Regions from separate parts of the Mus musculus genome. Here all the other regions are linked to region 1. Evidence: chromatin contacts called from public HiChIP or PLAC-seq data. All regions are on one chromosome and are shown on one strand. The core of a region is the stretch at or near the end of the contact, and the rest is flanking DNA. Distances in the headings are between cores, read along the strand shown.

Region 1 (4,908 bases), core at 1,311-3,810:
CTTCCCAAGCCCAGGGTTAAGAATATCCCTAGACCCCACTCCCTCACGTGCCTCAATTCAGTTTTTTGGCATGCCCCTGCTCTCTTATTGTCTAATTTCCTGCTTTAAACCTTGTTGCAGAAGCCCTCAGGATTTTCAGCTTCACAGATTACCCATCACTATGTCAACTAACTGGTTTTGCATGATTTATGTGATTGAAAAAGTTTTGTAATATTTGAATCTCTTTCAGGAGATAACCGTGCAAGGACCCTTCACAATAAACAGTCTCACGGGAGCATGACAGAATTAAATTGCAGTGATCGTAACTATAATACTAACGATAATGATTATGGCGATTATTGAACTTTTACTGAGTACCAAGCCCTCTGCTAAAAGCTTCATGTACATTATTATCTCAATATAGGCTGCAGGGTAAGCGCTGTTATTATACCCAATTTTAAAAGGAGAGGGGAAAAATGACTTAAAAGGGTTAAATAACTTGCCCAAGGTCACATGTGATTTGGGAACTCAGGTTTGTCTAACTAAATCCTACCACTCGGGCCAGGGAATTATCAGACTCTGCAGTAACTTTTAGGAGAAGCCAGGGTTAGCTCCTCACAGGCCCTTTCTCTGATTCATCCTCCTCCGGGATTTTGTTAGCGATATATATACGAGATCTCTAAATTGTCGCAACCAACAGCTGCAACACCATTTGGTGGCGGCAGCTCCTAAGAACTATAGATTGTGCCTCTTAGGGTATGAAACTAAGAGCTACAAAGAATTCAGTTTTTGGCGGAGCGGGGTGTTCAGGGAACCTCAAGGGACCAACTCCTAAGCCCTGCTAGCCTGGGCCCCTCAGAGGGTGGCGGGTTTGCCTTTTCTCACACGGCATCTCACACTGCTTAGTACTTGGAAAAATACCTGTTGCTTCCTAAAGATCCCGGTTCTGCCCCTGCCCAGGTCAACAACTGGCACTGGAGGGAGATTTGGGGACCTCAGGAGAACCTGCGAGCATCCTAATCCAGCTGAAATCCAAGGTTTAGGAAAGGCGGGGAGTCCTCCACCCTCTTCTTCCATTTCTCCCCACACTTTCCCTCCCTTTCAGGAGCTCAGGGCCATAAAAATGCAGATGGAGGATCGGTGTGAAATAACGGGCCCATATAAATCCCTCTGCCGCCCGCCTGCAAGATGGATTGGCCGCATTGAAATTCCTCCGCGAGGATAATTAAACTCGGGGCCTCATCCGGGCAAAATTACATTCCTGTAATGGCGTCGCTCGGGGTCCCGGGAAATTGCTCCGTGGGCTTTCAGCGGCGGTTTTTATCGCCGGCCGGGGTGTGCCTGGCTGCGGCTCGCCTCTCCTCCGGGACCGTAAAGCTGCTGCCGTGATTTATCCTCCCCTTCTCCCAAATCCGATTAAATGGAGGAGCTTGGGGCCGGGGCGCCGCGGGGCCGGGGGCCGGGAGGGGGTGGCGGGAAGGACGGGGCCAAGGAGGGGAGGACAAACGGCCCCTCAGAGGGTGGCGGATTTGCCTTTATTTACAGCCGCGGCTTTCTTTTTATTTTTTTATGGGGGTTTGGTGAGCTCTTCCCGTCTTTCTCGCGCTGCGTCCAAGCACCCTAACCGGACAGCCGGGCTAAGGGGCTGGGTCAGCCTTGCAGCCGTCTGCTAGGCTCGTGCGTTCCTGCGTGTACACAAAGGCCTGCTCCAGGACTAGCGCAGGAAAGCCCCCGCCCACCGCCACTGGGGGAGGGACGGGCGAAAGGGCAGTGAAGAAAAGTAGGGGCTTGCTTGGGGAGAGCACCTCGCAGGCGACTACTTATTCCAGCTCGCCCCCCAGCAAGTCCGACAGGAGGTAAACTGGTCGCCTGGGGTGACTTCGCACCCCTACTGCAGGCCACAGGTGCGGTTATCCCTAATTGATCCCAGGACTCACAAAAGGGAGAATCAGGCCTTGTTTACCCCCCCAGTCTTATGACTCGAAGATGCTGGGTTTTTTTCATGCTTTGCTCATCAACGAGATAGGGAAAACAAAAATAAAAATAAGTTAAAGCAGAAACTGCCATGGCATTTTGCTAATAGCATTGGGCCAGTTCCCATCTCCCACCCAACGTTGCCAGTGTCCTGAGGGTGACAAGAAGCCAAGAGTTCTGTGATTTTATTTTCCCCTGCTACATTTTAGGCACTGAACCCCAATCCCTACTGTATGCTATAAACAATTTCCGAGTAGACTGGGTAGGGTGTTTTTTGGTTTTTTTTTTTTTCCTTAACTTTGCGCATGCTCGGAAAGGGGACTCGAGTCCAAGACTCCAAAAATGCTGTGCAGTCCACAGTTCCACCACGTTGCAGATCAGCAAGAGTTGGCGGCTCTTCCGTGCACGGTGGGCTCCTTTTGCAGTTTCTCCTGTTGGACGCCAGGTGGAGTGCTTGTCCCCCAAGACACCACCAACCTGGCAGAGGGAGCTGTGGCGTCCCGGCCGATCCTCTAGCTTGTGTCCACTCTATCCATGGAGAAAAGCGACTCGTTGGCTCCGGCCGCGCATGCGCAGAGCCTTCCCTCGCGCTTCCCGCGCCCCCGCCCCTCTCTGTCTTCTCTGCCCTGGGAGCAGGTAAGGCCTTGAGGCCTCGCGTCCTCTTCGTGCCGCGCAGGCGCGCGCAGCAGTACCCCTTGCGAGGACGCGTGGCCGCCCTGACCTTGCTAGCTCCCACGCGGGTCCCTGAGCCCTCGCGGTCCCGGCATCCCCACGCGGAGGGCTACCCCTTCCTCGTGCCGATGACCTCTAACCGCGCGGGCCTGGCGCCATCTTGGGTGTCTCACGGGGGTTGGGGGCTCTGCGGCCGGCGAAAGGCAGATGCTGGCGAGCGTGTTCTCTCCGGGCGCGAACCAAGGCTTTTATGGGTGCTCTTCGCTCACCCACACGCCTTTCACCATTGTCATGACCCCAGACTCTCCCCTCCTACCTTTGCCTCCCCTTGTCATCCTGAATCAAAATAGCCTTTATTTTTTATTTTTTTGAAGCTTGCAGACTTTGAACCTCAGGACCTCTGGCGCAGTCAAGCTAGTTCACCGTCCAAAGCCATCATCTCCCTAGTCAGCATCCTTCAGTTTGAAATAAACTGAACGTGGTAGAGAGTAACAGAACAGGCTAACCGGCCTGTGCACAGGTGGCAGGAGTGAGGCCTGAGCGAGGCCTGTTCCCTTAGAAACTGGTTGCCTCTAATGAAGGCCCTGACATACTAATGAAGTTAGAAATAAAATCTTAAATGGTGGAAATGGAGGTTTCTGTTAGGCAGCAAGCCCAGAAGATGGGAGCAATACGAGCTTTAGAATTTATACCTGCCAGCTAGTGGGAAGGTTTAAGGAACGGAATGGTTAAGTGGGGAATTCTCATTGTGGAGGGTTTCATTGCTCTGGTGTGGGCTTGCCCATATTAAGTGACCACTGGAAGGGCTCGCCGAATGATACGCTTGGGTTTATTACACACCAGCAACAGATTATACTATTCCATATGTTTGTAAACTATTAAATTTAATTCCCCTACTTTTTTTTTTTTTTAAGAATTGTTTACTGAGTTCTCTGCAAGCAAGCAGTGGGTTGGGCAGTAATTAGAGTATTGCCAGAACTACATTTTATAAGTTACCATGTTAAAACTTGTTTTTGGAAAAACGTCTTCCATTTTATTTTGGCTTCTTGACTCTAACCCACGTTTACCTCAAATTTATGATCCTTCTGCATCAGCCTCCCCAGTGCTAGGATCACTTGCACATACCACCATGCCTAACTTCAGACCTCCCTTTATTCACGTGTATGGTGACATGTATGCATGCATGCTGAGAGGTTAATGTGGGGGGCATTTCCACTCCACCCTCACCTTTCGAGACAGGATGTCTTACTGACCTGAAGCTCATCGACTCTGATTGCAAGCCAGTCAGCTTCAGGCCACCTGCTTCCATAGGTACCCAGCGCACGGGGTGTGGCAGGCACCATCATCTAAGCCATCAACCCAGCTTAAGCCTCTATTGCAAAAGTTTTAAAGAAGTACTGGGTTTCGACTCAATTAAACCTGAGTAGGTGGGCATCAAATCTGGGTTTAGGTTGCATAAAGACAAAAGGGAGGAGTTTGTTACAGGGTCGCACTGTGTAGCCAAGAATTCACAGAGCTCTGTCTGCCTCTCTGCCTTCTGAGTGCTGGGATGATAGATGTGTTCCACCGAATCCAGCAAAAAGTAAAGTTTTAGATAGAGCCAGCCTGAAGACAAACATTGGTCTAAAAGTAAAATTCAGGATTTACAAGTAGCATATCTGCCTTGGACAGGTTGCGTCCAGTGTACTTAAGGGAGTAGTGTTTAACAGGCCTATACTTTGAGCATCTTAGTTTATGGGCTATTCAAACTTCAGAGAGAAAAAGCAGGGGACGTAGCTTGGTGGTAGGACACGTTACCTAGATTGCACTAAGGTCCTAGGTTCTACCTCCAGTGTGGCCTCCCTCTGAGTGAAATTACAGAGTTACAGTCCTTTCTCTCTCACTGACAACCTGTTAGTGTTGTTGAGGCCATACCATTGTATACCTTAAATATAAAATGATTGGAAAAGTTGTTTAAAATATTGGCACCAGAGATCTTGTGTTTAGGGACTGGAGAGATGGCTCAGAAGTTAAGAGCAACTGCTGCTGTTCCAGAGGCCCCAAGTTTGGTTCCCAGCACCGGTGTGATGGTTCATAACCATCTCTAGGGAGTTCAGTGCCAGCTCTGACCTACCTTCTTGGGCACTAGGTGTGCATGCGGACAAAACATACATACAAATCTAAAAATGTCCTAAATTATTTTATGTGTGTGAATGTGCAGGTGCACATGTGCCTGTGGAGATCAGAAGAAAGCTCTTGGAAGTACTTCTTCCACTATGTGCTCCAAGAATCAAACTTGTTTTA
Region 2 (5,108 bases), core at 1,001-3,500, 310 kb before region 1:
GGGGCCAGACTGAGACCAAGAGGATATCAAGGGACAGAGCTTGAGACCAATTTAAACAGGTCACTAGGCTGAAGGAAGGAAAAATAGAAAAGAAGGGCTAGAGTAGAGAGGAAGAAAAAGATAAGAATTAAAGGAAAGAAAGCAGGCAAGATAAAGAGACTTAAGAGCAGGAAAGGAAGACTTTCAAAAAGCAAAGGAGAGTCAGGCAATGAGAGGCAGGCAGAACGGGGCAGGGCACAGGCTGGAGGAGCAGCCATGGCATTGTGCAGTCCGGTGCTTTGCCGCGGGACCGCTCCGGCGCGGCGGCCACTTCTGTCTGGACACAAAGGAGTAAGAGGCCTCCTTTCCATCCCCTCTGGGAGACCTGCTCCGGTGGGTATACTAGGCCTCTGGGACACCGAATCTGATATTAGCCTAGCAGTCACTCTGGCTGCTGGGGGCTGAGCTACATTCTAGTGAAAGAGGAAGAAATAGAAGAGGAAGGAAACATCATGCCTGCTCTTTCTCTGCATCTTCACTATACAACAGGGCCTGTCTGCCTTTACCTCAACGTTCTGAAACAGAAGTCCTTAAGGACCCTCTTCTATTTGGAAAAGCTCTTCTTATAGGCATCTTGACTGTAATGAGAGTCTCTTCTCCCCTTCTCCTTTTGAACACTGCCTTCTTTTCAACTCCTGGGCAGCCTGCACTCCCAGCTTGCCTACCCTGCAGAGGCTGTGGCAGCTGGGTAGTCAGGGGTACCATACAGGGATTCCTGCTGTCCTCAAATCCCCCAGGAAGCAGGAGAGAGACTGTTGCCTTTCCTTCCTTTTGGAAGCAAGAACTCTAGACCCTCCCCACTCAGAAGTCAGCACAGCTGTGGACCAGAAAGCAGGCCTTGCCCACAGGCCCCTCCTTACCAATGTCCCATTCTATTATGCCTCCTAGAAAGAGGTAGCCTAAAGGAAGGGGTCTGATAAGAGACTGGGAGTCCAGAGGACACTAGGCCCAGGTCCTTCATATAGGTTGTGACTCTCATGTTTCACATTTAAAAGCTAGCAGGTCAGGACTGTGAAGTGGACTTTCAAGTTTTCCCTAAATCTAGGCTTGTAGATATGGAGGGCAAAGACATGGATGCGAAGAAGCAAGGTCTCATCTTGGGGATTCAGTTACTCCCACTGAATCTCCTATTTTATTCTAAGACTTTCTCTCATTTACCCAACTCCTTTCAATTGTTCTTAGCATCAATGGGGCAACCTGAGAGACTTGAGGAAACTGGGAGTCACTGCTGGAAAGGGAGGAAGAAAGCCCAGTTCTAGCTGACTATTCTGTATTCACCTTACACCCCCAACAGATTCCAGTGGGCACAGGAGAGGAGTCCCCTGAAGGGGGATGGGCAAACCTCTATCACCTCAAACCTGGGCAACTGAGAAAACAGCCAAGCTAGCACTGTGGGAAGGACAGACAAACAGATAGGTTAGAGTCATCCTCCTCCCTCCCCCTACCGCGTGTCTCCCTTTTAATGATTTAAATTCCCTCCGGTTCAATCCACACCGTCAAGTTCGGATTAAATTTAAAACAGGCTTTCTTCTGTGCCCCCAGCGGGCCATCCCGGCCGCCGCAGGCAGAGAGCCCGCTCTCTGCTCCTCAGCACCCTCCCTGAACCGAGGAGGCCCTACTCCGTTTGCTTTCATTTTCCTTCTCCCCCTGAAATGGGCTCATTTCGTCCCTCCGCTGCCCTCTCGCCTTCCCCGCCCCCCTCCCTGGTTCCCTTCTAGTTCCCCCCCCATCTCTCCTGATCCCTCTTTGTTGGGAAAAACACACCCACACACAACTCCTCCTAGCTAAGGCCTGAGCTGGAAGCAGAAACTGAGTTCTCCTGCTTGCTGCGAGGAGAACTGCGTGCTACCCCCACCCAAGGTGGGTATCTGGGATCCCTGCCACCACACCAAGAGCCAGGCCCCCAAGCTCCGCAAGCGTGAAACCCCCAGGGCCTGTGAACGTGGCCCTCTCAACGCCATGGCCTGCCCGGCCTGCCTTTGCGCCGGCGCCCCCGCCCTGCCGCTCCGCAGCAAACGGGGTTATTTCCGGCTCCCCCAACACAGTCTGTTTTTCCAGCCTGGGGAGTGACTGGAGAGGTAGCCTCCCCAGAACCAGGGTTGCCCTGTGCTCTGATTCAATGGCTCTGAGCGCGTTGTTACCTGATCTTTTGTGTGATGTATGTATCGCAAGGAAATTTGCAGTGACTTTGGAGCCCAGACTGAGGAAGCGGAGGTGGCGAAAGGAGAGACAATAAGGGCTCGAAGTACAATTAAGGAGCCACAGCCGCGGGTCCCTCCCCGCCCTCCCTAACCGACTGGAGCTGTCTAGCTTCAAACATCAGGGCGACCCGCGAACCTAGAACCGGAAAACTCAGCCTGTGACCAAGGAGCCAAAGGACTACACATCCAGAAAAGAGGAAGAATGCTCCCTCCCAACCTGGGTTGTCGTAGCCAGCCCTGCCGAGTTTCAGAGAATCCAATGAATGAAAGTACACATTCCGACGACGAATTTTTCTGAGCCTTTGGAAGGAGTGCCCGGGTTTGGGAAGTCTCAGACAGACAGGCAAGCGGCGTCTCCCAATGCAGACAGACCACAACATGAGTGTGAGACTGAAATCATACACAGGTTGAACATCCCGAGGCCTCCTTTCCAGGCCTGGTGGGCGCCGATCTCCCTACCTTCTCTCCCGCCAGAACCTTAAGCAGAGGCCCGGAAGACTTGGTACCTTGGGCTTGGTGCAATACCGCCTCAGAAAGCCTCCTTTACCTGCTTCTTGGCTCCCCACGGCCACAGAGGCAGGGCAGCAGCCTCCCGCCCAGGGAGGGAAGCCCTGGCCACCGCAGCCGCCGCCACCCGCCCTCCTTCCCTCCCTCCCTCCTTCGCCCTCCCTCCCTCCCTCGCACGCTGCCGCTCGCGGGGCCCTCCCGCGGACAACCTGCTCTGGACCATATCCAGGTATCTCCGAAAGGAAAAAAAAAAGAAAAGAAAGAAAGAAAAGAAAAAAAGAACTGCGTATACGGGGAGGTGGGAACACATAACTGCATTTATTTTCATGCTCTAATCATTGGTTCGACCCTAGTTTAGTCTTCCCGGACACAGCCCATCAGCCGCAGAGATGTGCGGGGCCTACAGCCTCGCCCAAGCTGACCGCCGCGCCCCGCGCACAACACACTCCCTCAATACCCCTGGTTGCCGCGCCCCCGGCAGCCCAAACACCCAACAGACCTCAAGGTCCTTCCTACAGACTCAACATCCGGTTGCCTGGCTCGCCGCTGACCACAGACCAGGAGTCCACTCTACTCAGTCTGTGGTCGATGTTCACACACAATCCACCTTGTCCCTGCTCTTGTGCCCTGCCCGGACACCCTTCGGAGTCCAGCCATCCGCTGAGCTACACTTGGGCTAACCTCGTCCCCAGCAAGGACCCACACAAAGCTCTGTGCGCTAGTCTTCCCATTTATACTTCCCCTATCCCCGTTTGCCGCCTTCACGTCACCTGTTCTCAAGAAGGGCTGCATCTTCCAGCAAGTGAGCCGAAGCAAGGCCGACTGCTGGGGTGAGGTCCCAGAGAGACCACAGCGGATTAGCTGGGCTGAGCCTAAGCCCCCACTGCCGGCGAGACATCTCAGAGATCAGGGCTCTCCTTGGCGAGCTCTTGCCTTTTCCTCCTTCTCCCGCAAGTCTCAAACACGCGCCGAGAGTTCAGCTCTATAAATCCTGCTCCCCTTCCCCATATCATAATTAAAAAAAACCAGTAGGGGAGGTTTTAACTTTTATTGCGATTTCTAGAGTTGGGCTGCGGAGCATATATTAAGTTTACGCTTATGTGCTCTCGGCGGGGAGGGTCCTTTAAGAAATAAAAATCCATCTTAATATCCTCAGATGAGAGAGATAATTTTTTCCCTCCTTTTCACGCTGTTCCTTCTGAACACTCCCTTCCAGCGAAGCGAATAAATAATTACCATCGCCTTAGCCATGATCCACAGTCCCAGGGCCCCCAGGGTGGACTCTGACCATCAGACTGGTCCTCACCTTGGCCCTATGAGACCTTGCTCCACTTCTCCAGATCTAGGGAGAAGACTGCCCTGACCCCTGACTCTGTGGCCACCTCCTTTAAATCCATCATCTTTGAAATGGAAATAGGGGCAAAGTGACTCAAGGCACAGAAGCCCTGTATTGATAAATTTCGGTTCATCAGGGCCATTTCTCTAAGCCAAGAGCTCTTGAACACCTTGCTCCAGCCTGAGGCTCCCCTTACCCAAACTGGCTGTGTGCCTCAGAGACTCTGAAGTTAGAGACTATATGGGCTCCCAAACCAGGGGATTCCCTTATACATATCTTCCTTCACCAACTGGCCCGTCTTTCTGGAAACCTCCTCATTTCCCTGGGAGCCATAGAGATTTAAATACTTTTCTTCACACAAAGGGATGGAGAACAGCTAGGACCGACAATTCAGCTGGGAAGGGGGGGGTCTATTCACATCTTCTTTTCCAATATCCACAGAAGTCAAAATGAATTTCACACACACACACACACACACACACACACACACACACACACACACACACACACACACACAGAGAGAGAGAGAGAGAGAGAGAGAGAGAGAGAGAGAGATTTCAAAAAACCTAGAAAGGACAGATAGAAACAGAGACCTATACACTTGTCATGAATTTAAAGTCACATTCTTTTCTTCTAAGACACCATGTTGAGAATACAAAATTTTTCATGATAATTTGTTAAGAGACATGGTTGTATTCCCTGCTTTCATAATCATAATTACAAAAGAGCCCCAAGAATCTGGCCTCCTTTAGGTTTCTCCTTTTCAGAGTCTCTGAGAACAGATCCTATGCCTGTTTCCCCTTTTCCCTGATCATCCCCCCATTTTTTCCTCTGAAGACCAGAAAACCTTTTCTGAGATCCTCACTTGACAAACCAAGTCCAGAATTAAGAAAGCCGAAGGGAACAGAGTGGAGGAGGTCTGTAAAGTTTCTCATTGCTCAGATCTCCCTCTGTCCCATTCTTCTCCCCTCCGCCCCCTACCATCAGCCAACAGCCTTCTCAACAATATGGTAACGGTGGGCGCT
Region 3 (4,768 bases), core at 1,674-4,173, 320 kb after region 1:
CTAGATAGAAAGGAGAGGCAGACACAGAAGTTCAGGGCACAAGAAACTATTTCTGCCATTGCCCTTACATTCTTCAGTGAGGCCGGGCATGGTGGCACACACCTTTAATCCCAGCACTTGGGAGGCAGAGGCAGGAGGATTTCTGAGTTCGAGGCCAGCCTGGTCTACAAAGTGAGTTCCAGGACAGCCAGGGCTACACAGAGAAACCCTGTCTCGAAAAAACCAAAAAAAAAAAAAAAAAAAAACCCACCAAAAAAACCCACATTCTTCAGTGAGACTGGGGGTGTGGGGCCTGAGCCTACATACAGCTTTGAGTTCTTCCTTCCTTCCTTCCTTCCTTCCTCCCTCCCTCCCTCCCTCCCTCCCTTCCTTCCTTTCTTCCTTCATTCCTTCCTTCCTCTCTCTCTCTCTCTCTCTCTCTCTCTCTCTCTCTCTCTCTTTCCCTTTCTTTTCTTTTTTCTTTTTTTCAGACAGGCCTAGTCTCTCAGGTTCGCTGTGTACCAGATGAATGACAATCGAGGTTAACTATTCACCACTGTTTGTAATTCTCAGCACTCAGGAGATGAGGCAGGAGGATTCCGGCAAATTAGAAGTCACCCTCAGCCTGTCTCAAAAATACAAAACTAAAATTAATCAAGTGCATAATTGCCACACCTCCCATTCTTTACGCTCCAGTTTTAGGTCCATCTTCCACATTTCTTTTTAAAGACAAGATCTTATGTAGCTGAGACATAGTGTGAACTATGCTTCAGAGGATGTCCCTGAATTTGTGTCTCTAGACATAGTGTGGTTTGTGCTTGTTTGTTTGTTTTTGAGACACCATCTCACTATATATCCCTGACTGGCCTGTAGCTTCCTATGTTAGACCAGGATAGCTCTGAATTCACAGTGATCCACCCATTTCGGCTTCCTGAGTGCTGGGACTAAAAGCATGTACCATTAGGCCAGGCTAATACGTTTAGTTTTTCTTTTTAAAGAGTTAATTTATTGGGAAATGAAAACCAAACTAAGAGCCAGGTGATGGTGGCAGTGGTGGCACCTTTAATCCCTGTACTTGGGAGGCAGAGGAAGATGGAACTCTGAGTTTTGAGGCCAGACTGGGGTACCTATGGAGTGAATTCTAGGACAGACAGGGCTACACAGAGAATCCTTCTATTGAAAAACAAAACAAAGCAAAAAGTTATTTGGGGGCCAGAGAGATGGCTCAGTGGCTAAGAGCAGTTACTGTTCTTGCAGAGGATCCTGGTTCTGTTCCCCAAATCTACATGATGATTCAGAACCATCTGTAACTCCTGTTCCAGGGGAGTCCAGCGCCCTTTACTGGCTGCTGTGGACACTGCATGCATGTGGTGCACATAGGTGCATACAGGCAAAACACAAATTAAAAAAATATTTTTAAAAGCCCCTTATACTCCCTGTATAGTACTACAGGTGTGCATGCACCACCATGCCCAGTGACAAAAGTGCTCTCGAGGAGGAGGGTCAGGCTCAGAGTCAGTTTCAATTAAAGGCTAGGTGAGTCCATTTCTTTGGGTGTCAGGTGAGGCAGAGCATCATAGATTCAGGAGCAGGTGGAAGAGTTTGCTTATTCATAATGGCCAGGAAGCAGAGAGATAGCAATAGCAGGGAAAGGCTAATACCGTTCCTGTGAGTCTCACCATCCCACACTTCCCTCCCATTTGTCTATTCAGATTTTGAGCTCACAATTGAATTAAGTTAGAATTAAACCATCTAAACATCTCTCTGTAGTTCTAGCCCCCCCCCCAACCCCTTCAGTTTCAGAAAAGGTCTCAGGAGAGCATGGTGGTAGATCTTTAATCTCAGCACTCTTGGGAGATAGAGGTATGAATCTCTATGAATTCAAGGTCAGTCATGTCTACATAGCAAGTTCCGTGCTAGCCAGAGCAACATAGCCATACCCTGCCTCAAAATAAAGCCTAGGGCTGGAGAGATGGCTCAGCAGTTAAGAGCACTGACTGCTCTTCTAGAAGTCCTGAGTTCAATTCCCAGCAACCACATGGTGGCTCACAACCATCTGTAATGGAATCAGATACCCTCTTCTGGTGTGTCTGAAAACCATGAGAGTGTACTCATATAAATAAAACAAATCTTAAAACAAACAAACAAACAAACAACAAAGCCTAAATAAGACAAAGTCAGGGTGGTATGTATCTCAAGTTGGAAGAGAACTATGGAGTGGACATTCAGTGATCCTCCTGCCTGTACCTCCCAATGCTGGGATTACAGATCGGAGTCAACGGTATTTGGAGGCAGGGGCTTGCTACGCAGTCTACACTAACCTTTTATTCTTGTCCACATCCTGTAGGCATTACAGCCTTGGGCCAATATGCCCCACCAATGTCTGGTTTGTGTGTATTTTGGTCCAATCTGTGTCATTTTGCTACTGGTAGTTCAACGGTGCACTTTTGGGGTTATTGTAAGGATTATAGAAGCGTTTGTTAGTGATATACTCGGGAAAAGTTACTGTCCTTCCAGTGTCCGTCTCTCTCTTTCAGGACGCCTTACCCTGTGAAGTCCGTTCTGACTGTCCTCTAAAGTCTTTTTTGTTTTTTTTTTGGAGGTGGGGGGGCGGGGAAAGCTCACTGGTAGGATGACATCGTCTGTATATTCCTCAAGGATATTTACGGGGGTTGGAGAGTTTAATTAGGTACTTTCCTAAACCTGGCTTATTTTGGGCTTTTTCCGTACTAAGTAAGTGAGTGGGAGACGCTGCTGGGGATTCAGAGTTGGAAAAAACAGTAGTCTTACAGGAAACAAACCAAAACCAAACCGCGGCGCTCCTTACGCCACAGGTCGGTCCTCGGACGTGTCAGCGTCGTGCCCGCTCCGTACGCAAGGGGGCGCGCCAGGAAGTCCCGGAAGTCCGTCCCGAAACCCGACTCGGAACTTTCTTCCTTGCACTTCCGTTCAGCTTCGCGCAGTCGTTTGTCCTGTACGGCTACCCGTCCTCACACGAATCTAGCCCGGGAACTAAGATTCCGGGGAGCGCAGTCGTCACCAGCCGGGAGCCTGTCGATTCCAGACGCTCTCCGGACTGGCAAGATGTGCTCCCTGGGGTTGTTCCCCCCGCCGCCGCCTAGAGGTCAAGTCACCCTGTATGAGCACAATAACGAGCTGGTGACCGGCAACAGCTATGAGAGCCCGCCTCCCGACTTTCGGGGCCAGGTGGTCCGGGTGGGAACGCTGCGGTGGGGATGCGGAAAGTGGGAATAGAGGCGACGCGGCGGGGCTCGCTCACAAGTGATTGGGAACGGCATGACTCCCACAGGAGACTGGAGAGAACGAAATATATTTTAGGGCCTGTGTTACCCAGTTAGGCATGCCAAGGCATGTGAGGAGGTTCTAGGAGGGGTAGAGAAGATGATGGATGCCGTCCATCAGGTCTTCTCTAGTGTCAACCCTGTGAAAAACGATTGTGGTTTGCAGATGAGGACTGAAAATTTTCTGTCCCACAAGTGTTACATTTGTGGGTATGGGAAATGGGGCCGTGGAATCTCTTATGCCATAGGTTGGAGATGGCAAGGAGTTCTGTTAAGATTTGGGGAAGAGACTGACTGCCTCCCTCTCTTCTGAGGTATAGTGGATCAATCTTCCTGTCCTACACCTGACCAAGGATCCCCTAAAAGCCCCAGGGAGGCTGGACCATGGTACAAGAACTGCCTTCATCCATCACCGTGAGCAAGTGTGGAAGAGATGCATCAATGTTTGGTGAGGCATAGCAAACAGTGGCTTAAATAGGCCATGGTCTACCGAGCCTGCTTTGGGCAGCTCTTGAATGGCTGCTTATTGCAGTCTGTGTCTTCATATTACCACAAATCATATTAGGTGATCCATTTTTATTGTAAAACTCAAGGGTGTACCAGAAACCTCATTTATCCCTAATAGCTTGGCTTGATTTTACAAACCTGCTCTCAGCACCGACCTCATTTGCTTTTATCTGAAGCTCAGGAAAGTTAGGAAAAGGTTGAATTGATTCGTTAATATGTAGGACATGTAAGAATTAAAGCTGTGCTATCTTTTTTTTTTTTAACTGTACGTTTGGAAAAGTTACATAATTACTCTGTCCTAAAGCCAAACCCCTTTAAACCATGGTGACTAAATAGATACAAAGCACATAGAAGCATTTCCTGGCACATTAATCCCTTGATGTGTTTGCCATCCCCATTATTATCATTGCCATTATCTGTAAAAAGAATCCCTGGTGCCGGGCGTGGTGGCTCACGCCTTTAATCCCAGCACTCCGGAGGCAGAGGCGGGCGGATTTCTGAGTTCGAGGCCAGCCTGGTCTACAGAGTGAGTTCCAGGACAGCCAGGGCTACACAGAGAAACCCTGTCTTGAAAAAACAAACAAACAAAAAAAAAACGAATCCCTGGCAATTATGTTCCTGGGTTCATGAGTTTGCTTGTTACTTTGTGAGTTGTTGTCAAATAGCCTTTTATCCAAATTTTACATACAGGACTTGGGGTATAGCTCAGTTGGCAGAGTGCTTGCCTGGCATGCAGGAAGCCCTAAGATCAGTAACTAGCACCATGTAAAACTAGGTATGATTGGTACATGTCTGTAATCTCACACTAGGCAGGAGGAGCAAAAGCACGTGGCTATTCTTGGCTACATTGCAAAATTGAGGCTAGCCTGGACTTCATGAGACTATCTCAAAACCAACCAACCAAACCAAAAGCAAACAAAACAGAAACTGGGCAGTGGTATTGTGGTGATGGTTAAATTGCCTATGGAAGCACCTAGCCC
Region 4 (5,134 bases), core at 1,641-4,140, 340 kb before region 1:
AACTCAGTTTCCAGTCTTTCTCTTTCCAGTCGTCCTTGGATCGCTCAGTCTCTGCGGACGGACTCCTGAGGTCCTTGGATTGCCAGGGAGCCTCAGCCAGGTTTCACAACAGCCGGCCTGGCGGGCTGGAGGCATGCTTGCTAGTTCTCCTTCTCCCCATTCTGCTGGCAGTGGGTGGGAGCGACCCTAGTGCTCGGATCAGGCTCCTTTTCTTGCATTTTGGGCTCAGGGCTCAGAAGCCGAAGATCCCTGGCTGCTACAGGCAGGAAGAAAGGCCCGCGTGGGGCTTGGAGCCCAACCCGGCTCACTCAAGCTTCCCCGCCCCCAGCGAAAGTCCAGGCGGCCCCTTTCCTCTTTTTCTTTTCCGGGGTGTGTGCTGTTCCGTGTAGGGAGGGTCCCAGAGGCCTCTCAGAACCCCATCTCGGTCAGGAGAACCCGGAGACAGAGGCTCAGCGCCTGGCTGCAGGGCAGGCGAGTGCGGAGGGCTGGGGGCTTTGCAAGCTGCAGGCCGCGCGAGAGCTCTGCTGGCAAGCCAGCGGGCGGGAGAAAGAGCAGACAGGCGGATTATAAACTTTTAAAAATAATATCAGTTTTATTAAATATTCGAGAACGGATCCAGAGGTCGGATTTATACAGGAGGATAACACGTAGGGGGTTATTTCTTTATTTATTTTCTCCTACTGGCTAAACAAACGTCATTCACTTTTTTTCTCTTTTTGTTATTTTCCCTCTTTTTTTTTTAAATCCTTTTTTAAATGAGATAGGAACACTGACGGTGCTAAACATAAATATAAATACAGAGACCACAAATACAGCTAGAAATATTCACACAGAAACGGTCACAGTTCGAAATATGCCATAATGACCCCCAGGAATCTTTAAATACAATTTGCCTGGACTGGGCATTTGCTGGGGCAGAGGGACCGGGCAGGGACTGGGGAGAGGCCCTGGGGGTTGTTGCAGGGCCAAGGCGCGCCCTCCTGAGGCCTCCTGCCCTCCGGCTGTCAGGCCGGGCCCTGAGGCCCCCGAGTGGAGGCCCCAGGCCCTGGAGCCAGCTCTCTGCGCCGGAGGGCGGGGGTGAAGGGCGTCGGGGGTGGGGAGGGAGCCTAGGGCTCACTTGGAGAGACATCTGAGGAGTCTGAAGCGAGGTTCAGGTCTCCTAGGCCTAGGCGAGGGAAGGGGCCTGCAGACAAGCCAGGAAGAAGCTAGCGAGGGAGCTAGAGGAAGAGACGAGTGAAGAGTTGTGCAGTGAGGGAGGGGGTCCAAAGCTGACTTTTAGGTCCACGTCTGACTCCCTGTTTTGTTTTAGGAAGTCACAACACATCATTGTGCCAGAGATAAATACAGAGTGTGTGATTCGGGGAGCTGGGATGAGCAAGGGAGAAGAGAGGGGTGCAAGGACAGTCCTGGTCACTCTTTCTGCTTCTCTTCTTCTGTCTCTTCTCGCTTTTCCTCTTTTCCTCCCAGGCTGTCGGCGGTTGCCCCTCCGCCACCCCCTGAGAGTGTGGACGTGAGATTAGATTCTTTTTTCCACTTCATGCGGCGGTTCTGGAACCAGATTTTGATCTGTCGCTCGGTCAGGCACAGAGCATTGGCGATCTCGATGCGCCGGCGCCGAGTTAGGTAGCGGTTGAAGTGAAATTCCTTCTCCAGTTCCAGGGTCTGGTACCGAGAGTAGATCTGGCGGCCGCGCCTCCGGTCCGCTCCGTAACCGACCCCTAGAGATCCAGGCACAAAACACACTAAAAACAATCAGCAAGGCGTCCTCTGCAGACATTTTCGTCTAGCAAAGTCCAGACCCTCTCAACTTGGCCCACAGCTCGCAGCCCCTTCGGGCTTTAGCTTTCTCCCTTTTGCCCTGCCCCACCCCCACTGGGGGGACAGCCAGAACCCCAACTTCATTCAGTTCTCCCACGAGGTGGGAGAAGTGTGTCCCAAAGAAAGCTGGGGGGCGGGGCAAAAACAGGCAGAAAGCTGGCTGTCTAAAAGCTGATTTTTAAAAAAAAAGTACCAACTACTGGGGATAAGGACCCCATCTCTCAAGGATTGGGCTCCCCCACCTTCCCCAACACTCTAGATCCCTGGAAAGTTCTCCCCACTTCTTTGCCCTTTCCTAACTCCCTTCCTTTTCTCCGGCCTAACTAGACTTTGGGGGGCTCCTCCACCTTCTGTCCCCTCCCCTCATTCCCTGCCCTGTTTCTACCCCCTCAGCTCCTCTTGGAGCCCTCCAATCCGTCAGGGACCGAGGGGGCCAGGCCCTTGCGAGCCAGCGCGGAAGGCGAGCAGAGGGGGCTGAAGAGGGGGCCCTGTCTCGGTGTCGGCGAGGAGACGAGCGTGATTGTTTTTATGGGGCCATAAAAAACTCTCTCCGCCCGTTCTTCTAGGGAAGCCGGTCATAAAGCCAGTTCAGTTTATTTAATTTATATCTCGGAGCTGTAAAACTCACCACTGTGCGAATTCATTCGCTGCATCCAGGGGTAAATCTGGATACTGGCTTTCTGGTCCTGGGGCGCAGTCCTGCCCTGCTCAGAACTAAAATCCTGAGCGATTGAGGTCTGTGTGTTATGTCCTAAGGTGTTTTGTCTGCAGTTTGAGAGCATGTCTTTCTCCTGGTAAAAGGAATTAGATCCATAGTCATACGGCCCCCGGCTGGAACTGAACACGACATTCTCCTGTGGCGAATAAAAGGGAGTCGAGTAGATCCGGTTCTGAGCTACGGCTGCTCCATAGGTCGAGAAATGCCTCACTGGATCATAGGCGGTGGAATTGAGGGCGACGTTGGGGAGGACGTCCTGGCCCCCGGCGAGGTGGCAGGATAAGGAAGGGTTAGTGAAGTAGGAATTCATCCCTTTGCCTTTACCTGGTCGGGCTATGATTTCTTTAATATTTATTTCTGTCTCCAGTTTGTACTCGGAACTAGATGGTTATAGGGACGGCTCCAATCCAGGACAGACAAAATGACAAAGTCAGCTGACCCCCTTCCAGCCAATCGCAAGCCAGATGTCAAGAAAGGGGAAAAAAATCGCTTCTGCTTCTGTTGATTCCCTAGTTGAGACTAAGTATGTGCTTTGAAAGTAAGACTTAGATTTCTTTTAAGAATATATGTATGTGGTGTGTATATATACACACCACACACATATATATGAACTGGTTGGGGGTGGGGTGAAGGTCTATGAGCAGGGCCTTGTTCCCAGCGGAAGGAAAGGTCTAGTCCCAGGAAATCTCCCCACCCCAGCTAACTTTGCTGTGCTGTGGCAGAGTGATCCTTGTTTTCAGACCCATTTCATCTATTGTATCTAAAATTAAATTCTGGGTGCTTCATTTGAGGAGATCCTTCCCAGTAGAAAGAGGGTCCCAGAAATTCTAGAAGATATTCTGGGCTTGACACTCATAAAGCGAGTCCCCATCACTAGACAGCATATTTTTTTCCAATATTTTTTTTAAATCAAAAGGAAAAGGAAATTTCCTGAAACATGGTGCACAGAGGAAGGCAGTGTGGGAGACAAACAGATCTACAGGGGGTGGATGAGACTGCAGAGCACAGTGAGGATCCTGAAGTGTGTGCATCTTTTCTCTTTTGCCTCCTAACCTTGTGCTCCTCCCCAGGACCTACCTTTTGGGGAAACTTTTATAATATTTTTACTTCAAAGAAAGCATTATAATAATACACACACAGAGAGAGAGAGAGGGGAGAGAGAGAGAGAGAGAGAGAGAGAGAGAGAGAGAGAGAGAGAGAGAGAGACTGAGATTCTTTTTAAAGAAATCAACTCCTGTTTGTGTTGGTGAGAATTTATGATTTGGAACCAGCTCAGGCCAGGCCAGTGGTATAATTCACATAGGATGCATCCCGAAAGAGGAAATTTGGTGGTACTCCAATGAATAGATACCTCCCAACACACTCAAGCTCCAGTTCAGATCAGAAGACCCTGTCTGCTCTGGATTCACTGCCCTGCCAAAGGAGGTGCCCCTGGACCTGAGTTGTAAGGCTGGAAGACCCCAGGAAAGGTATTCCTGAGGATCACTTGGTCTCTTGCCTCAGCCAGTCACCACTGGAGTCTCCATTACCTCCATTTTCTCCCCCACCTTGAGGCTGAGAAAAGGGAGGAGGGAATTAGGAAATAGCAGTTTTGTAGATGCTTCAGCGACAGAGAGAGCTGCAGTGAGTGAACAGCAGAAGGTGTGCAGCTGGGGTTTCCCTCTGATTAATCCAAGCAGAATTTGATATCGACATAGACTGGAAATGCTTGGAGCTGACAAAGAGAAGATGGTGAGGTACATGCAGGAAGCAGTGAAAGCTCATATTTTCCCCTCACTAATTTTTTTTTTGAGACTGACTATAACAAGAACCCGGATGTTGCCGCGTTTTATGATCTTTCCCTTCTGTGTAACAAAGCGGAGTAATCAATGGGTAGCAATAAAGCCATAAACGGGACTATGCTGGGGAAAAAAAAACTCGTTTATTCATCTTCTGTAACGCTAAGGTTTCCCTGGAGTGTCACTAGGGGGTGGGGTGGGGGATAAAGTTTCGAACCCAAAAGCAGACAGTGTGTAAGAGCTAGTGCAGACAAAATGTTAGTTAATACATGGACCTCTTTAGGGGGTTGAGGAGTCTTCCTGCCAGACAAGTTGTGTTGGCTTTTAAAAACCCAGTCCCTGCCTTTGAAAAGGAGGAAAACTGATTGGAATTTAGAGGAGTAGAAGAAAGACCCCTGTTATTATTGAAGCTACAAGTACCCTTTGACTACACTATTTTCTTTCCAAGATGAAGAGGGCAGAGGAGAAGGTTTCTAATAAGAGAGAGATTTTTAAAAGTTAATCTCATCTGGGGGGTTAACATAGCAGTTATCCCTAAACACAACAGTAGTGTATTGCTTTTTGCTTTCCAATCCAACTGTGCTCAAATTCATGGCATGCCTGGGCAGAGGTTTCCAACAGCTGGCTGGGGCTCCAGTCCCCCTACAGGGCAAGAGGTAGGAGGAGAAAAAACTGAGGGGGGTTATCCTGGGCTGAGCTAGGGAACAAGCCAGTGCCCCCCTGGACACCAGTAACCTCTTTCAAAGTTCCCAGCCTCCTGTCTGCCCTGAGGGTAACAGTGTAACAACGTGTAGAAGCCATGGCAAGAAAGAGTAAATTC
Region 5 (4,688 bases), core at 1,706-4,205, 360 kb before region 1:
AAATATGCCATCCTGGCAGCTTCAGAATCACCAGCTCTAAACCCTTTATCCCTACAGGAAAGCCCAAATGGAGAAGGGACATCTTCCTTAAGGTCTTACTCCAAGAAGTCCTGAAGAGGAAAACTTTTTTCCTTCCCTTTCCCTAAACTTGCTTTCTAGTCTGCAGATTTGGCAGGTCTAAAGGACAGAGAAGGTGGGATATGTAAAAGAAGGGACTGAGTCTGACTTAGGAAAAGTGAGGGCCCCCACCCCACATTCAGCTTCACGGTAAGGACCCCCAGGTCTGACCTCCCTGAGAAGTCAGAGGTGAGACATTTGTATGCTCTACAGTCTGCCACATCCCTTACCCCAGACTCCCTTTCATTAGCACTGAACACCTGAAGTCAAGTGTCAACCTTTGTGTGTTTGTTCAGTGTAAACTTAGGCAACTATAGAGAAGGTGAGGTGTCACCAGACCAGGAGGAGGGGGATTAAAAAGAAACCATCAGACATTGACGTAAAACTAATTCACAGCCACTGGTTTATTATTGATCACGGGGCATTTCACATCAACACTAAAATTCTTTATTGCAAGTTTTACAATAATCAAGTAAATTCAGTCCAAAAAACACAATAACCACGATGAGGGTAGGGGGAGCATCTACCTACAGACTGCCTCTCTGAACTGAAAGTTCATTTTTATTTTCTTTTGGCTCCTCAAACTGAACAGCTCCCAGAGGCTCTCCAGATGCATTTAGCTTTGTTTGCTGTCCTCCCCCCTCCTTCCACCCCCCCACAAGAATACAAAAGAACTTCATAGCTTTGTTCTCCTTAAAATGACTTCCCCCCTCACTAACCTCCCCTGGTGCATTTTCAATGCAAAAGGCCTAAGGAAAGAGATGGGGGGAAAGGAGGAGGAGAGAGGATGAGACTCCACTTACAAATCTCCCTTTCCTTTTTCTTTTCCTCATTTCCCCTGAAATTCACCCAAACCAGACCATCACACCTTGCAATATATAATTTTTGCAGCTTTTTTTCTTAAAAAATAAATACCCCCCCCAATGGCCTTAAAAGCAAAGCAAAGCAAAACAAAACAAAACAAAAAACCCAAAACAAAACAACAACAACAAAAACCCAGCAGGTACCATGCTAAGACAACACCACATGCTTAAAGGGGTCTTTAACAGCAAGGGAAAAGGGCAAGGGGCTTGTTTGTTTATCTGTTTTGTCTGTTTGGAACTGACAAGGGAGGAGGCAAGAGGAAGAGAGAGAAAAGAACCAAAATATATATATATATATTAAATTCTATAAATAAGAGTCAATTTGTGTGTGAGGGGGGCACGGAGCACAGGGTGGGGGCAGGGGTGTAAGTTATGTCTTATAACCTGGTGATGTCCTCTGCCCGTTGCTGCTCCGGCGGCGTGGCGCTCTGGGAGTGGTCTTCAGAAGTGCCGGGGGTGGCTGCCGAGAGGGTGCTGGGCGCAGCGCCGGCCGGGGGCGCTGACCTCACTTTGGTGTTGGGGAGTCGGTGGTCCTTCTTCCATTTCATACGACGGTTTTGGAACCAGATTTTGATCTGCCTCTCAGAGAGGCACAGCGAGTGGGCGATCTCGATCCTTCTCCTTCGGGTCAGGTAGCGGTTGTAATGAAACTCTTTCTCTAATTCCAGGACCTGCTGCCGGGTGTAGGCTGTCCTCGAGCGCTTGGGCTCCCCTCCGTTATAATTGGGGTTCACTGGGGAAGGGGGAGGGGAAGCAAATAGTGGGGTTCAGAGGCAGCAGGCTCCCTGCCCCCACCCTCACCCCATCCTCAGCTTTGAGGAACAGGAGGGAGTGGTGGAAATAAAGTCATCAAGCTAAATGGGTTATAAAGAAGTTGAAGGAAGCTAGAGACTTTGTAGTGTAATAAGAGGGGAATCCTCATTGTAACGACACTGAATTATTTATGCGCCCTTAGAAAGCAAGCATAGTTTTCACACATACATAACAGATCGTAGCACATGGCTCGGACTGCCCAGAGTAGCTAAGCCATAAAATTTATGGGGGATGTAATTACCCATTCTCGCTCGTAAATCCAGTTCAATTGTGCTAACCCAGAGTCGCTCCTGGAGAGAGAGGGGGAAGGAGAGAAAGGAGGACGGGGCCAGAGGGGGCCAGGGAGGGTGGGGAGCGCCGGGAAAGGGAGGGGGGCAAAAAGCAAAGTTGCCTACCCGTGCTAACGTGAATTTTTTTCATCCAAGGGTAGACTATGGGTTGCTTGCTGGCGGCGCTGGAGGGATGGTCAGGGGCTGGCTGGCTGCAGGCTGGCGGGGCTGGGGACGGGGAGGCAGAGGTGCCTGAGAGAGGCGCCGGCTCGCAGAGCGGCTGCGATTTCTCAGGGTGGTGGTGGCCCGCCTGGGCCGGCCCGTGGGCTCGCGAATTGCCAGGCCCCTGGAGACTGGTGCAGCTATACTGACGCTCAGGGTAGCTAGGGCGCGGAGGCGGTGGTGGGTACAGCTCCTGGTGGTGATGCTGGAATCCCGATTCCCTGGTCCGGCCGTAATATTCCGGACTGTGTTCAGGGATGTAGCTATTTTGCGAATATTCTTCGCATGGAGGAAATTTCGGATCGATGTAGTTAGAGTCCATCAAATACGAGCTCATGATCATTAATTTCTGGAGTGGAAAATAATTTTTCTCGCTTTGTCGTTTTTCTGCTCCATAAAGCCCTCCTACTAGCTAGCGACCCTGTAAAGTTACTTTCACCATGTGACTCCGCCGGCCAATCACACCGAGCAACCCAGTCCCCGGATAAGGAACCGAATCGCTTTATTCAAAATGTATCCAATTTTTTGTGTATGTGGTGGTGGTGCTGCTGCTGCTGGGGGTGGGGGTGGGGGATGGCTGGCAGAAGCTGGGGTGCTCACCATTGCACACCCCACCAGACTGACAATCCTTCCTTGCTAAAGATGGGTGGCTCCCAGCTCGACTCCAATGTTTGGGCACTGGGGGCTGTCGGGAGGCTGTGATCTAGCCCCCGCCCAGAGTCTCCTCTCCGGCCTCCAGTGGGCCCCGTGGGCCTCAGCTCCAGTGCCTTTCCAGTGGTCTCCATTATGGCAATCGTGTTGCAGTCTGTGTAGGTCACAGGGCAGCGCCCCTCTTTCGCAGGAAGAGGAAGTTCAATGAGGGCTTCAGTGCAGGTTGGATGGGGAGGGGCCGAGGTTGAGCTTAGAAGGCTGGAGAGCCTGAACTGCCCTACCCCATTCACGGATCCTCAAGTCCATTTCCCCTATCCCATACACACTCACCCAACCCTCTTGGCCAAGGGGCCTTGGAGACAGGGTCCCAGCAGTACTAGGCAGGTTGAGGCAGCGGGATACAAATGATCCTGATGTCATTTCTGGAAGTCTAGGGCTTGAGCCCCCTCTGAAGAAAGACAGGAAGTGGTTGGCAAAAGCAGATTTCAGAAATCTTGACACCCCTGCTACCCACTGTCCTTCCCGGCCCAGGCCCCAGAGCCCAGAGCCCAGAGCAGAGATCTACTACTGATGACTCTTGTGTGACTCCTGCTCCCTGGCCTTCTGACTTCTCACAGCACCTGCCAGAATGGTGAAAGAGAGAGAGAGAGAGAGAGAGAGAGAGAGAGAGAGAGAGAGAGAGAGAGAAAGGAGAAGGAGAAAGAAGGAGGAGAAAGAAGGAGGAGGAGGAAGGAGGAGGAGGAGGAAGGAGGAGGAGGAGGAAGGAGAAGGAAGAAGAAGAAGAAGAAGAAGAAGAAGAAGAAGAAGAAGAAGAAGAAGAAGAAGAAGAAGAAGAAGAAGAAGAAGAAAAGATGAGACATTTGCCAGGAGTCAGTGCCCTGACCCAAGGCCCTGAGAGTTTTTCCTCCATGTCTTACCCTCAAGGGAAGCCTGTGTGGGCAGAGCCTGCTTGCTTCCAATCTGAGACTATATCCGTGTAACACGTGTGTTTACATGTAAACACATATTCCCAAGGGCCAGCTCCAGGCTGCCTTCCAAAAAGAAGAGGTGAGGTAACTACTCTTTGGAGGCAGGGCAGGGGTCTCTGGCCTATTCTTGCCCTGCTCCCTCCCTCTGTCACCCACACACACAGAATATCCTCACGGGAGGTGGCAGAGTCAGGGAAGAGAGATGGGGCAAGGAAGGACTATTTTTCCAGCCACTGGTTCCTTAGCTAAGGGTGGCCTCCTCGTCATCGGACTCCAATTAAGTGATCTTCTATAACTCAGAGTTGGGGGGGGGGGCAGCAGAGGGGAAAGCCCAGGGTGGGAGCCAGGTCTCCTTGTTGTACTTGATAACAATTATAGTTTAAAATCATAGCTTGCCGGGGCTCGGCTATATTTTACTTGATAACAATAAAAGTGACACATAAAGTTAACTGTTTATGTTTTATTTATTAGACTAAATCTGCCAGCGGTGGTAGGAGCGCTTGCCTCCTCGCTACAGCTTTTATAGGGCTGTAAAACGTCATAAATCAGTCTCGCGGAATCGCCCGCACTCTTTGTGTCGGCGGCACAGGGCTGGCGGCCGCTGGCTGCCTGCTCCCTCCTTTCCACGAAAAGTCGTAATGTGATTTTTTTCCCTCTGATTTTATTATTATGATCGCCGCCGTGATTAGTCAATCTACCTTTAATTCGCCGCCCTATGCTGCCTCCTCCCAGCACAGCCTGGTTGACACTTGAATAAGTACCTTTTAAAACAGCATAACAACTAT

What was found. HiChIP or PLAC-seq counts read pairs in DNA pulled down with a chosen protein or histone mark.
Region 2: an H3K27ac HiChIP or PLAC-seq map of extraembryonic endoderm stem cells shows a contact between it and region 1, with 2.6 times the contacts expected there. The contact joins the promoter of Hoxc9 here to the promoter of Atp5g2 in region 1. A contact is called at or near these places in 10 of 39 promoter capture datasets (the 3T3-L1 cell line, the C10 cell line, cranial neural crest and 5 more), 1 of 15 datasets of contacts at CTCF or cohesin (the NIH/3T3 cell line), 2 of 484 Hi-C or Micro-C datasets (the G1E-ER4 cell line and liver), 5 of 115 datasets of contacts at active chromatin or transcription factors (embryonic forebrain, embryonic hindbrain, extraembryonic endoderm stem cells and 2 more) and 1 of 9 other capture datasets (adipose tissue).
Region 3: a contact with region 1 is called in a CTCF HiChIP or PLAC-seq map of embryonic stem cells, with 7 times the contacts expected there. The contact joins the promoter of Aaas here to the promoter of Atp5g2 in region 1. A contact is called at or near these places in 2 of 39 promoter capture datasets (embryonic stem cells and pre-B cells), 1 of 15 datasets of contacts at CTCF or cohesin (embryonic stem cells), 5 of 484 Hi-C or Micro-C datasets (differentiating embryonic stem cells and embryonic stem cells), 2 of 115 datasets of contacts at active chromatin or transcription factors (both in embryonic stem cells) and 1 of 9 other capture datasets (embryonic stem cells).
Region 4: a contact with region 1 is called in an RNA polymerase II HiChIP or PLAC-seq map of embryonic stem cells, with 9 read pairs. The contact joins the promoter of Hoxc6 here to the promoter of Atp5g2 in region 1. A contact is called at or near these places in 9 of 39 promoter capture datasets (the 3T3-L1 cell line, cranial neural crest, embryonic stem cells and 4 more) and 2 of 115 datasets of contacts at active chromatin or transcription factors (embryonic stem cells and epiblast stem cells).
Region 5: a contact with region 1 is called in an H3K27ac HiChIP or PLAC-seq map of embryonic stem cells, with 9 read pairs. The contact joins the promoter of Hoxc4 here to the promoter of Atp5g2 in region 1. A contact is called at or near these places in 3 of 115 datasets of contacts at active chromatin or transcription factors (embryonic stem cells and epiblast stem cells).

Annotation. Positions count from the first base shown.
Region 1 is chr15:102,668,699-102,673,606 of GRCm38.p6, reverse strand. It overlaps Atp5g2 (ATP synthase, H+ transporting, mitochondrial F0 complex, subunit C2 (subunit 9)), which reads left to right and starts at 2,560. Exons shown (of 5, transcript NM_026468.2): 1 at 2,560-2,589. Mir688 (microRNA 688) reads left to right here and starts at 1,741; the gene lies at 1,741-1,815.
Region 2 is chr15:102,974,174-102,979,281 of GRCm38.p6, reverse strand. It overlaps Hoxc9 (homeobox C9), which reads right to left and starts at 2,250. Exons shown (of 3, transcript NM_008272.3): 1 at 2,181-2,250.
Region 3 is chr15:102,348,914-102,353,681 of GRCm38.p6, reverse strand. Aaas (achalasia, adrenocortical insufficiency, alacrimia) reads left to right here and starts at 2,923. Exons shown (of 16, transcript NM_153416.2): 1 at 2,923-3,186; 2 at 3,602-3,729. The coding sequence starts at 3,064. It overlaps Gm36246 (predicted gene, 36246), which reads right to left and starts at 2,855. Exons shown (of 3, transcript NR_155425.1): 1 at 2,770-2,855.
Region 4 is chr15:103,007,318-103,012,451 of GRCm38.p6, reverse strand. Hoxc6 (homeobox C6) reads right to left here and starts at 2,890. Exons shown (of 2, transcript NM_010465.2): 1 at 2,447-2,890; 2 at 571-1,718. The coding sequence starts at 2,846. The coding sequence ends at 1,411.
Region 5 is chr15:103,032,662-103,037,349 of GRCm38.p6, reverse strand. It overlaps Hoxc4 (homeobox C4), which reads right to left and starts at 2,955. Exons shown (of 2, transcript NM_013553.2): 1 at 2,189-2,955; 2 at 498-1,713. The coding sequence starts at 2,627. The coding sequence ends at 1,358. The region is part of intron 2 of Gm30528 (a long non-coding RNA gene); the gene reads left to right.